Regions from separate parts of the Mus musculus genome. Here region 2 is linked to region 1. Evidence: chromatin contacts called from public HiChIP or PLAC-seq data. All regions are on one chromosome and are shown on one strand. Each heading gives the region's core, a stretch centred on a gene start, on an enhancer-like site or on the middle of the called end of the contact. The rest is flanking DNA. Distances are from core to core; before and after follow the strand shown.

The links. HiChIP or PLAC-seq counts read pairs in DNA pulled down with a chosen protein or histone mark.
Region 2: an H3K4me3 HiChIP or PLAC-seq map of bone marrow-derived macrophages shows a contact between it and region 1, with 2.5 times the contacts expected there. The contact joins two enhancer-like sites. A contact is called at or near these places in 11 of 39 promoter capture datasets (the 3T3-L1 cell line, 3T3-L1-derived adipocytes, the HPC-7 cell line and 6 more), 14 of 484 Hi-C or Micro-C datasets (the AML12 cell line, CD8 T cells, ECoMG-derived neutrophils and 7 more), 2 of 115 datasets of contacts at active chromatin or transcription factors (bone marrow-derived macrophages and kidney) and 2 of 9 other capture datasets (adipose tissue and liver).

Annotation. Positions count from the first base shown.
Region 1 is chr13:96,591,155-96,596,594 of GRCm38.p6, reverse strand. The region is part of intron 3 of Cert1 (ceramide transporter 1); the gene reads right to left. Among named protein-coding and RNA genes, the nearest start is that of Gm46436, 22 kb to the right of the region's middle. Within about 2 kb of position 2,789, at least 33 of the 459 cell types and tissues checked have an H3K27ac peak or open chromatin away from gene starts, as enhancers often do. A contact at or near this core is called in bone marrow-derived macrophages, where this site is marked.
Region 2 is chr13:96,494,460-96,499,899 of GRCm38.p6, reverse strand. It overlaps Polk (polymerase (DNA directed), kappa), which reads left to right. Exons shown (of 15, transcript NM_012048.3): 7 at 3,058-3,297; 8 at 4,368-4,492. Among named protein-coding and RNA genes, the nearest start is that of Ankdd1b, 26 kb to the right of the region's middle. Within about 2 kb of position 3,024, at least 10 of the 459 cell types and tissues checked have an H3K27ac peak or open chromatin away from gene starts, as enhancers often do. A contact at or near this core is called in bone marrow-derived macrophages, where this site is marked.

The sequences.
Region 1 (5,440 bases), core at 1,540-4,039:
GACAGTATACATAAGTGAGGACTATAAAAAGGTACAAGAAAAATTTAAGGGTGTTTATCAAAATGCAAACTGCAAATAAACTAAAATCAGTAAAAAATTAGAGAATATAAATAAGCCTGTAAGTCCATTTGAGTATCACAGGATCACACCAAAAGGAACCTGTAATTACAGCAATCATGGAGCTGACAGAGTAAGGCTTCTTATCTCTTAATGATATCCACTGGTAGAATATAAATCCTACAGGTAGGTGTTCCACTTGCCCTTAAGGCTGTTTGAGTTTTTTCTTCTGTTTTCACAAGAATACTAACTTGTAAGTTTAGTATTTCTACATTTTACTAGAATGGGTTTGGTAATTGCCGAAGACTGAAATTAGAAATAAGAAAATCTGTTAACAGACAACAAAATCTAAAGACTTTCAGAAATTAAGTATCGCAGATATCTATGAGAGTCATTTCTAAGCAGAAATTAAATAAAACAGCTCTCTACAATTTACAGTCCAATTTTAAAGATACAAATTATAGACATTTTAAAAATATTCAAAATTCAACAATGTGGCCTTGAAATGCAAATGAATCCACTCTTCTCGGTTTTTGCTCACACCCAGAAGTCTCGGGCAGAGAAGTAAATGGTAGTGAGGCTTTTGAAGGCCTTGTTATCAAACAAGGAAAAGCTTTACTAAAGGTTTCTCACACTACAGCTTCTAGAGCTTCTCTTTCTCCAAGCTCCAGTATCTTAAAACAGGCAATACCATCTTATGACAAGGACATGATAAAACCAGATTCTACTACAATACTGGTGTAATATATGTTAAATCATGAATAACACATGGATGTTCATTATGATTAGAGTATTTGTCTTTAATAACTTCCCTAAAATAAATTCCATGATAAATTATGAAAATCAGTCTAGTAAACGAACAAATCCTAATTTCATTGTTACTCAATATAAATAATGAAGATTTGTTGTTCTAGATCTGTTAATTGCAATAGTTTTAACAAAAATGAGAGCTGTAGAATAAAATATCAAGAACAGTCACATATTAAAGGAATAGCTAGACAGCCACTTTAATACATAAACATAGTGCTCTAAATTGATTTTCTATTTCTTTCAAGTCAAATCTACCAAAGATGCCAATATGAAAAGAAAACCTTTGTTAGACAAGTAAAAATTCTAAATGAATAGTAATTTTGCGTACAACAATCAAAGCAACATTAATTTGAATTTGAAATATCTGCTTTTTTTTTTGAGGGAAGAGTATGGTAGAGGTAGAAGAAAATGGGGAGAAATTACAGTCACTATAACAACACAGTGTTCCGCTCACTGGTGCTGCTTTAGGGCTAATCCTTGAAAGGAATGCTGGTCTTTCCATCTCTCTCATTCTCCCACAGGAAAGAAGCTGAACTCACAACCTTTAATCACCTACCTATGAGTATTGTGAAAATCCCCAGTTCTACCCAGATATAACCAGTTACAAAAGGGAGGCCTTTCCTTTCCTTTCCTTTCCTTTCCTTTCCTTTCCTTTCCCAATATTTGCTTTAGGACACCTCCCAGCCCTTTCAGGGGAGGCTGCAAGGCAGAGGGTGGACATGGAGGGACCGGGAGATGAGAGCAATTGGGGGACATGGTGTGAAATTCACAAAGACTCAATACAAAGGAAAAAAAAAAGAGTCCCCCTCTCATTGGGGCTATGGAACCTGAAGAGGTTACCTCCTGCAGCCTTGCAGGAACCCCAGTGGAGCAATACAGACACCAACCTACCCACAAAAATTTCAACCCAAAATTTATCCTGTCTACAAGAAATATAGGCACAGGGGATGAGCAGAGACTGAGGGACTGGCCAACCAATAACCAGCCCAACTTAAGACCCATCCCATGGGCAAGCACCACTCCCTAACACTATTAATGATACTGTTATGCCTGCAGGCAGGAGCCTAGCATGGCTGCTCTGAGAGGCTCCACACAGCGGCTGACTTGGACAGATGCAGAGACCCACAGCCAACAGTGGATGGAGCTTGGGATCTCTTACGGAAGAGCAGGGGAAGGATGGCAGACCAAAGGGGACAGGACTCCACAGGAGCCCAACAGAGTCAACTAACCTGGACCCTTGGGGCTCTCAGAGTTTGAATCACCAACCAAAGAGCATACATGGGCTGGACCTAGGCCTCCCACATATATGTAGCAGATGTGCAGCTTGGACTTTGGGTGGATCTTGAACAACTGGAGCAGAGGCTATCCCTAAAGCTGTTGCCTGTCTGTGGGATACGTTCTTTGAGCTGGGCTGCCTTGTCTGGCCTCAGTGGGAGAGGACGCGCCTAGCCTTGCAGACACTTGATGTGTCAGGGTAGGGTGATCCTTAGGGGGCCCTATCTGCTCGGAAAAGGGAAAGGGGGTGAGTATTGTTGGAAGGGGTGCCAAGGAGGCAGGCAGTGAATGGAATGTAAAGTGAATCAGTTAAAAAAAAAAAAGTCCCCCTTTCACTGTCCTGCAACACAAACCTCTTCTTTCTCAACTTTGCCAGAGTTTAAAATGACAGCTGGCTAGGGATACATTACAAGTTACAAATATCATATATAAGACATGGTTTCTCTCTAAATATCACAGTAATGAGATTATGCCTACATTATATTTAAACATTCAATCCTTACAAAAAGAAAACAGAAAAACAATGACAAAAACAAATCAAAAACGAAAACCTCCAAACAAAAAAATTAAAAAAACAAACAAACTGAAACTGCTCTTCTGTCCAGTAGAGGGAGCCATTAGCATACTACTCAGATTGTATGCCTGGAAAGCTGACAGGGGTTACTACTGGTCAAAGAACTATCTTAACCTTTAGACTAATTCCTTTATCCTATGTGCTTGGGATTTTTAGATTTCAGAATATTATAATTAAATCACACAGTTCAAAGCTATGAACTTAATAAAATAGTAGAACTGTCTACAAACTTACTTATCTTAAAGTTACTAGGCCAGTTTGATAGTTTAACTATATGGAAGATAAATTTAACTATCATTTTGCATCATTAAATCATCTAAGCCCTAAAAGTGGCATATAAATATACTAAATATTGAATTTAAAATTGTAAAGCATTTTCTTTAAATAATTTTTCCTATTAATGATCACTATCAAGCAATACAGCAAAGAAAAAGGCAAACATTTCCATATGGTGTCAAAAATTACCTAGTCATGATTTAAATTAAGGGAAAAGAGAAAATACAAAAATATTAACATCAAAATATAGGACTTTTTCTGAAATGGAAATTCTAAAAAGCCCAAGCAGCTGAACTGCAACATCCATCAGTCTGGGACCCATGTTATAAGAAGACAAACCTTATAGGAAGCAAGATGCTGTATCTTAAGAGAGAATGGATATGAGTGGCTGGACAGATGCTTCAGTAGTCAACAACCATCCTAACTCCAACTTCAGGAACTAAACACCTTATTCTGGCTTTCAGTGACACCGCACTAACATGCCATACCCCACCCTCACATAATTAAAAAACTCCAAACATCTTTTTAAATAGTATGTTTTAACACATTTACTCCAGAAAGCATCACTGAAAATCATACAATGGGAAAAGCAACAGTAAAGGCAAAGAGGTAGGGCTCCTTTGGACAGTGAGTGTTGTTCCTAACTCCTTTGCTATCCTCACTGTATGACTGGACTTTATACACTGTGTTCAGAGTCACAACACTGCTTAGAAAAGGATCTGGGATTCAATTCCAGATTCATGTGCCCATCTCTAACATTTCCTCCAGGTATCCTGGTGATGGACTCCAGACTCTTAGACAAAGGCTTGGAAAGTATTGGAAGTCCTGGCAGACTGACAAGGGACCAGTTCAACAGCTGAGGTGCAACTGGGCAGGAAAAGAATAGGAAATGAAAGGGTTGAGGCAATGAGGGAAAGACAAAAGGGAAGGGGTAAGGGAGAGTCAGAGCTGGTAAAATACTCTAAGGACAAAGAAAAGCCCGTGCAGGCCCTGACCCTCAGATCTCAAGCTAAGTGCTGTAATACCCTGATTCTGATACCCAAGGCCTGCACAGAGTTCAGAATCCCAAGGGTCTCCTGCTGCTGCTGCTTCATACTTACGTACTGTCACAAATTGCTACTGTCAAGTCAATGAAGGAAACGAAAGCTCTTAAAGACCAGTATTTTTTGTCCACCTTGAGTATCTCATCCATCCATAAGCTCTACACAGGTAGAATAAAAAAATCCTCATCGAGGGGACTGGGAGACAGACTGATGCACAGGTTTCTAACCACTTTGATTTTGTCCTCCTACAATTTCTCCCCTGTGTACTCAGGCTGAAGAATAGCAATCTATTTCTTTTATTTCTTGTTACATAGTGTTGATCTCAGCATTTCCCATCTGACCTTTCCCACAGTACTTAAATAGGGTCTTGTTAACAGCAGATACACAACTGCATAGAATGTTAACCTCTTTTCATTTACTCTTAAATATTTTATATCAGTAATACAATAAAATAAGTCTTTTGCTCTAGCATGTGTTTGTGGGTTTATTCCTGTTTTGAAATATGAATCAAGATGAATGTTTTTAAGTGCACAATTCAATACACACACACACACACACACACATTGTTGTACCAACAAACTCCAGACACTTCATCGTGTGAAACGGAAACTCCGTATGCGTTAACCAGCAGCACAGCATTTCTCCCTCCTTTCAACTGTGGTAACTACAACTGTGGCTCTAAGCTTGTCTCCTTACACACTGACCTTCAAGACTACTTAAAATCATCATTAAGTCCTTTGTCCATTGCTGAACTGTTTTTAATATTGTAGTTAGGTCTTAGAAATTCTCTGTATAAAATGGGTATTATTAGAAAATGAAAACATTTTCCCAACTACAAGTTCTTTTTTGCTCTATGAAGTGTTTTAATGCAGCAAACCTGCCAATCTTCATAATGTTGAATTTGTCTGTTTCTTTTACTGCCTGAAAAGTAGAGTTACACCTAATAAGTGACTGCCAGGATGAATGCTGTGAACATTTTGCCAAGTTTTCATGATGACCTTAGGTATTTCCTTCCTGGATGCCTGTGATGGTTTGTATATGCTCAGCCCAGGGAATGGCCCTATTAGAAGGTGTGGCCCTGTTGGAGTAGGTGTGTCACTGTGGGTGTGGGCTTTAAGACCATCATCCTAGCTGCCTGGAAGCCAGTATTCTCCTAGCAGCCTTCAGATGAGGATGTAGAACTCTCGGCAGCTCCTGTACCATGCCTGCCTTGATGATAATGGATTGAACCTCTGAACCTGTAAACCAGCCCCAATTAAATGTCCTTATAAGAGTTACCTTGGTCATGGTGTCTGATCACAGCAGTAAAACCCTAAGACAGTGCCCAACTTTTTGACATCATGATACTGTCAGTCATCTACAAAGGTACCACTTATGAGTTAAAGACAAAGCCACAAAAGAAATC
Region 2 (5,440 bases), core at 1,775-4,274, 97 kb after region 1:
GAGTGACTTCCTCTCTGCCAGTGCTCCTTTCAGTGTCCAAGCTGGCGATGGTGAGGTGATGTCACAGCAAGGTTGCTCATTTGCCCGGTGTTCACTTCATCTGTTTCATATTCTTAAGCAAATGAAATGATTTAACTTTTGTTTTTTACACATAATTCCCTATGGGCTGCATTCTTACGAACAGCAAACCTTGTATTTTCGGGGTTTGCAAGTGGGCAGGTGATTGGTGGATCTTTCAAGATTCTTTGTCTCTAGAAATAGGTAGTGAACTATTGTCCTTATTTGCAAATAGAATATTAAGCATTGTTTTATGTCTGCTTTGCCATACAAATCTAGCTGGCAAGTGTTGTGCTGTGTTGGAGATTCGAACGCTAGCACTTGAGTGCTTGCGGTCCACATGGAGCACTCTAGTCTGGCTCTGTTGCTCTGCTTGCTTCAGTCAGGGAGAGTGTGAAGGAGTTTCATTCAGCAGCCGGTTACACAGCCAGGCCACACAGAGGTCAAGTACAGCTGGGGTTGAAAAGATGCTGTGTTGCTGCAGCAGCTCTGACGATGCACCAGAGGCAGCATCTTGGCTTCCGGGAGTAGAGGGCGCCAGGGCGAGACACAACTCCGAAGGGGGCTCAGGAGCCGGGTCAGGATGATAGACTGGCCTGCATTCTGTCTGTAGCCCTTTACCTTGACTTCTGTGCAGCCGACTGGAAGAAAGGGCGTCTGGGTAGCCCTCATGTCAGCTGTCCCATCCTCTTACTCCTCCCAAGTTGCCCTAAAGTTTAAAAATCAGAATGTGAACATGGAAATGGCCTGAAGCACAGATGTGGTGAGAACAGGTTGTACTGTGTGTGGCCTGCAGATTCAGAGTTGAGGTTTCTATCTGTAAAGCAACTCATACACCATAATTAAAGATTGCAACTAATCAAGTATACTGTTATATTATTTACATATCTGTAAACATTTTTCTCTCTCCCTCTCTCTCTTTCTTTCTTCCTTCCTTCCTTACTTCCTTCCTTCTCTTTCTTTATTCTTTCTTTCTTTCTTTCTTTCTTTCTTTCTTTCTCTCTTTTCTTTCTCTCTTTCTTTCTTCCTTTTAAAAAGAGCTCTGGCTGTCCTGGAACTCACAGAAACCTGACTGCCTCTGCTTCCCCAGGGTTGGGCTTAAAGATGTGTGCCACCACCCAGCCTTCTTTAAACATTTTCTAAAGACCAAGGTCATTTTTCAAGGAAAATACCTTCAACTGTGTCTGGAAATTTAATTTAAGAAAATTAAGCTCCTATACCTATAATCTCAGCACTCTGAAGGCTGAAGCAATAGAATTTGGTGTTCAAGACCAACCTGGACAGGCTGCATAGTTAATGTGAGGATAACCTAGCTTTAAAAAAAAATAAAAAAGAATATAATTGTTGCTTCTGTATTTACCTTGATTTGGGAAATATATGTGTTATGATATGGGATCAGAAAACTGTTGTTAATCCTATAAATATATTTAAATTGTTTTTATCTTATATTAAGCTTAGAGAACAGTTTTTAGTGGAATTATTCATGTGACTATTTTTGGTATTGTCATCCTCCTGTCTCACCCTCCCATGTACTGGGTCTTGGGATCCCAGGCACACACCAGTGTGCCCAACTCCTCTACGTCCTAACAGTACCACTCTCCAGTGTGTTAATGATTACACTTTCTGCTTTAAATCTGGGCCTTCATTAGTTGGATCAGACTCTAAGAATTTATGTAAAGAAGTTCTGCTTTCATTTTGCTGAAAGGACCCTGATTTAGCTCTCTCTTGTGAGGCTATGCCAGTACCTTGCAAATACAGAAGTGGATGCTCACAGTCAGCTATTAGATGGAACACAGGGCCCCCAATGGAGGAGCTAGAGAAAGTACCCAAGGAGCTGAAGGGATCTGCAGCCCTATAGGTGGAACAACATTATGAACTAACCAGTACCCCCCCTCCCCCGAGCTCTTGTCTCTAGTGCATATGTAGCAGAGGATGGCCTAGTTGGGCATCAATGGGAGAAGAGGCCCCTTGGTCTTTCGAAGATCATATGCCCCAGTACAGAGGAATGCCAGGGCCAGGAAGCGGTAGTGGATGGGTTGGGGGAGGGTATAGGGGGCTTGTGAGGATAGCATTTGAAATGTAAATGAAGAAAATATCTAATTAAAAAAAAGTTCTGCTTTCAGAAGTAATTTCATTTATAGCAAAGGCAAGCTCAATGAAAGTAATATTTTGTTAACAAACAAGTTAAAAGTGGAATCAACATTTGAAAAGAAACATTTCAGAATATTTTAATATTTTTGAAGTTTCTTCTATGAATAAGGAGGTTTTTTTTTTTTCCTCTTCCAAAGCAAAGTGTAATTTTGGTTGTAATTATTCCTACTGTTTAATGCCTTTCCTCCTCATTCCTAATCTAACTTAAGAAGGTTCTTTTTGTTCTTTTTGTCCTTATAGAAAAATAAAGTGAAAAATATTTCCTTTCTTAAATAAAACACAATAGATGTTGTAAGTTAATGAGTTTTAACTAAAATATTTCCTTTAAAACATACACTAAAGAAATGGATGCTGCTCTTTTTAAGGAAAGCCAGACCGCATTGTCTTTATTAAATAGCTACAAAAAAATAAATGATAGCGTTTCTTATCATGTTTCCCAGGGAGAAAGCTGAACTGCTTGTTCTCAGTGGTAGGGGAAGGTGGGCACTGGTGCCTGTAATCCCACGCGTACAAGGCCTGGGCAACCACCATCAGGAGTTCAAGGCCAGTGTGGGCCAGTGTGGGCTCCATGGTGGACTGAGGCCAGTGTGGGCTCCATGGTGGACTGAGGCCAGTGTGGGCTCCATGGTGGACTGAGGCCAGTGTGGGCTAATAGACTGTCTCAACCGACAGACAAGTGTGCACACACAGAAAGGTGAGAAGAGGGGGAGAGAGAAAAAAAGTAATTGCACATTGGATTGGGACATGCAGGAGGAGCATTGAGAAAATGAAAAGATGGAGCGAAACCTAGCTTAAGACGTGTGTGTTCCTTAAAATGAAGTTGCCTTGCCGTTCCTGTTTGTGATCCAGACACACCCAGACAGGAAGCTAACGAGCTGACTGAGTATGAGCGGTCCATCTCCCCGCTGCTTTTTGAAGATAGTCCTCCTGATTTGCAACCCCAAGGAAGTCCTTTCCAACTGAACTCTGAAGAACAAAACAATCCTCAAATAGCCCAAAATTCAGTTGTTTTTGGAACATCAGCTGAGGAAGTGGTAAAGGAAATTCGCTTCAGAATTGAACAAAAAACAACGCTGACAGCCAGCGCAGGTATTTATTTAAAGGGATATTAACACTAGCTGTTGCTCATTGTACAGCGATGATGACATTGGATTTGGCTGCTAGTAACTTGAACCTACTGAGGCCAGCTAAACCTCCAGGTAAGCTGTAATCAAGCACAAAAGCTATCACAGGTCTAGAATAGTGATCCTTAAGTGCAAAATATATTTTCGTTGGATTTGCACAGCATATTTGATTGGCACTTGCCCTAGATGGCTTTGGAGGAGACAGCCTAGCATAAATACAGGTTGGTGAACCTCCCCTCGCTTCAACCAAGAAAAAGATCAACTTGTAGCAACCTAAGACCATCTGGTGAAGAAGAAAAAAAAAGAAAAAAGAAAACTTTTAAAAAGGAAAGAAAGCCAACAGAGTCCCCCAGTTTACGTGTATCCACAACCCCTAGGGGCATCTCGGGAGTCTTAGCATAGGGGCTGATAATGGTCGCACCATTTGTCACAAAGCCTCTGCATGATCTTAAAGACATGTGTGATTGGATTAGTGGTTTTTTTTTATTGCAAAGCATAATCAGCTTTAAGAAAATATCTATAAAAACCAAAATAAGCTATTAATGAATGAATGTATTTAGATCCACCTGCTGTAAATTGACTTGATAAGACTCCTAGAACTGTAAAACATCAGGTGTGGTCGTTTGTTTTGTAGCATTAAAGATTAAAGGTTTTATATTGTTGTTGCTTTTAATATAAGTCAGAGTACTTGAAAAACTTTAAAAATTAAGCATCTACCATAAACTATATTCTAGACCTTTTCTGAGAAGTAAATAAGAATCAGCTAAAATAATTCTTTATTCCTAGGACAGTCATAAGTAATGATACTTCATATTACTTGGTTCAGAAGTTACTCCTGGATTCTAAGATGTGAGGGTTGAACTATTTCTCAAGTCACCTGCTGCCATAGCTAATCTATTCCCTTTCCCTAAACCTCAAAAAGCCCTGGGGAGATTGTCAGTTTAAGTGTCATTCCCGAGCATTTGCATGTCCTTGTCACATAATTAACTCTGTGTAGCTGCTTTTTGGAGTGAGTGGAGTGCTCTTCTTTTTAAGGCATCGCCCCCAATACAATGTTAGCAAAAGTGTGCAGTGATAAGAATAAGCCAAACGGACAGTACCAGATCCTTCCCAGCAGGAGCGCGGTGATGGACTTCATCAAGGACCTGCCTATTAGAAAGGTAAAGTCGTGTAGAAAGGCTATCATTTGTGTGTATATTCCGAATTCTACAGAGGAGCTAGAGTCCCAGCGGTTCTCAACCCCTTTGGGAGTCACAGAACAGATAGCCTGCATATCACATATTTATGAGTCATAAAAGTAGCGTATGTTTGGGGTTCACCACGGCATATGGAGCTGTTTTAAAGGGTCACACCATTAGGAAGGTCGAGAACCACTGGCTGATCGTAACTGTCGTTGCTGAAGAGCTGTGAAACCATAGGTAGCATGTGAACACTTTGCTTGGGGTTGGATGTGCACTTGAAACTTCCTGTAGACCCTGAAAGCAGTGTTTAGGAAGCTCTGCTGCGGGAGAGCAGAGGGTAAGCAAGAGGTGGCAGACTTTAGTTCATCCTCCATAGGAGAGAGGACATAAAGGAGCCCTTGCAGGAGCGCCTGCAGCCTTACCTCTTCTGTCTCACCCTCCAGTCCAGTCGCTGCCGGATGAGTGGGTGTGAACTCCAAAGGGAGTTAGAATTTCGGTTTTGGCAGAATTGAACCAAAGTACTTTACCATCTCTAAAATGATAAATTTTTCACACTAGGTTCCAGAAATGGCATATTTTATTATTTATAGCTTCAGAATTTTTGTATCCTATGTCTTCTTTACTTTTGTAATTAAGGATTTTTAAATTATTACTGAATAAGTAATGATTTTTAAATGAGATTTTAGAATATCACCAATATTTTAATTCACCCAATATTTGAACCTAGAACTTTAAAAAATGGAACACCTATTTATACCTTAGAAAAAAACTACTGTATGTATATAGCATGCAGGAATCATTAATACTGTGGTCTTTTCTATCGCCTTTTCCTTGAACATTGAGTGGTACCTTATACAGATTCAATGTTGTCTGTTATTTTGAACAGGTTCTAGACTATCATGTAGTATACAGTTGAAATGTTAAGAA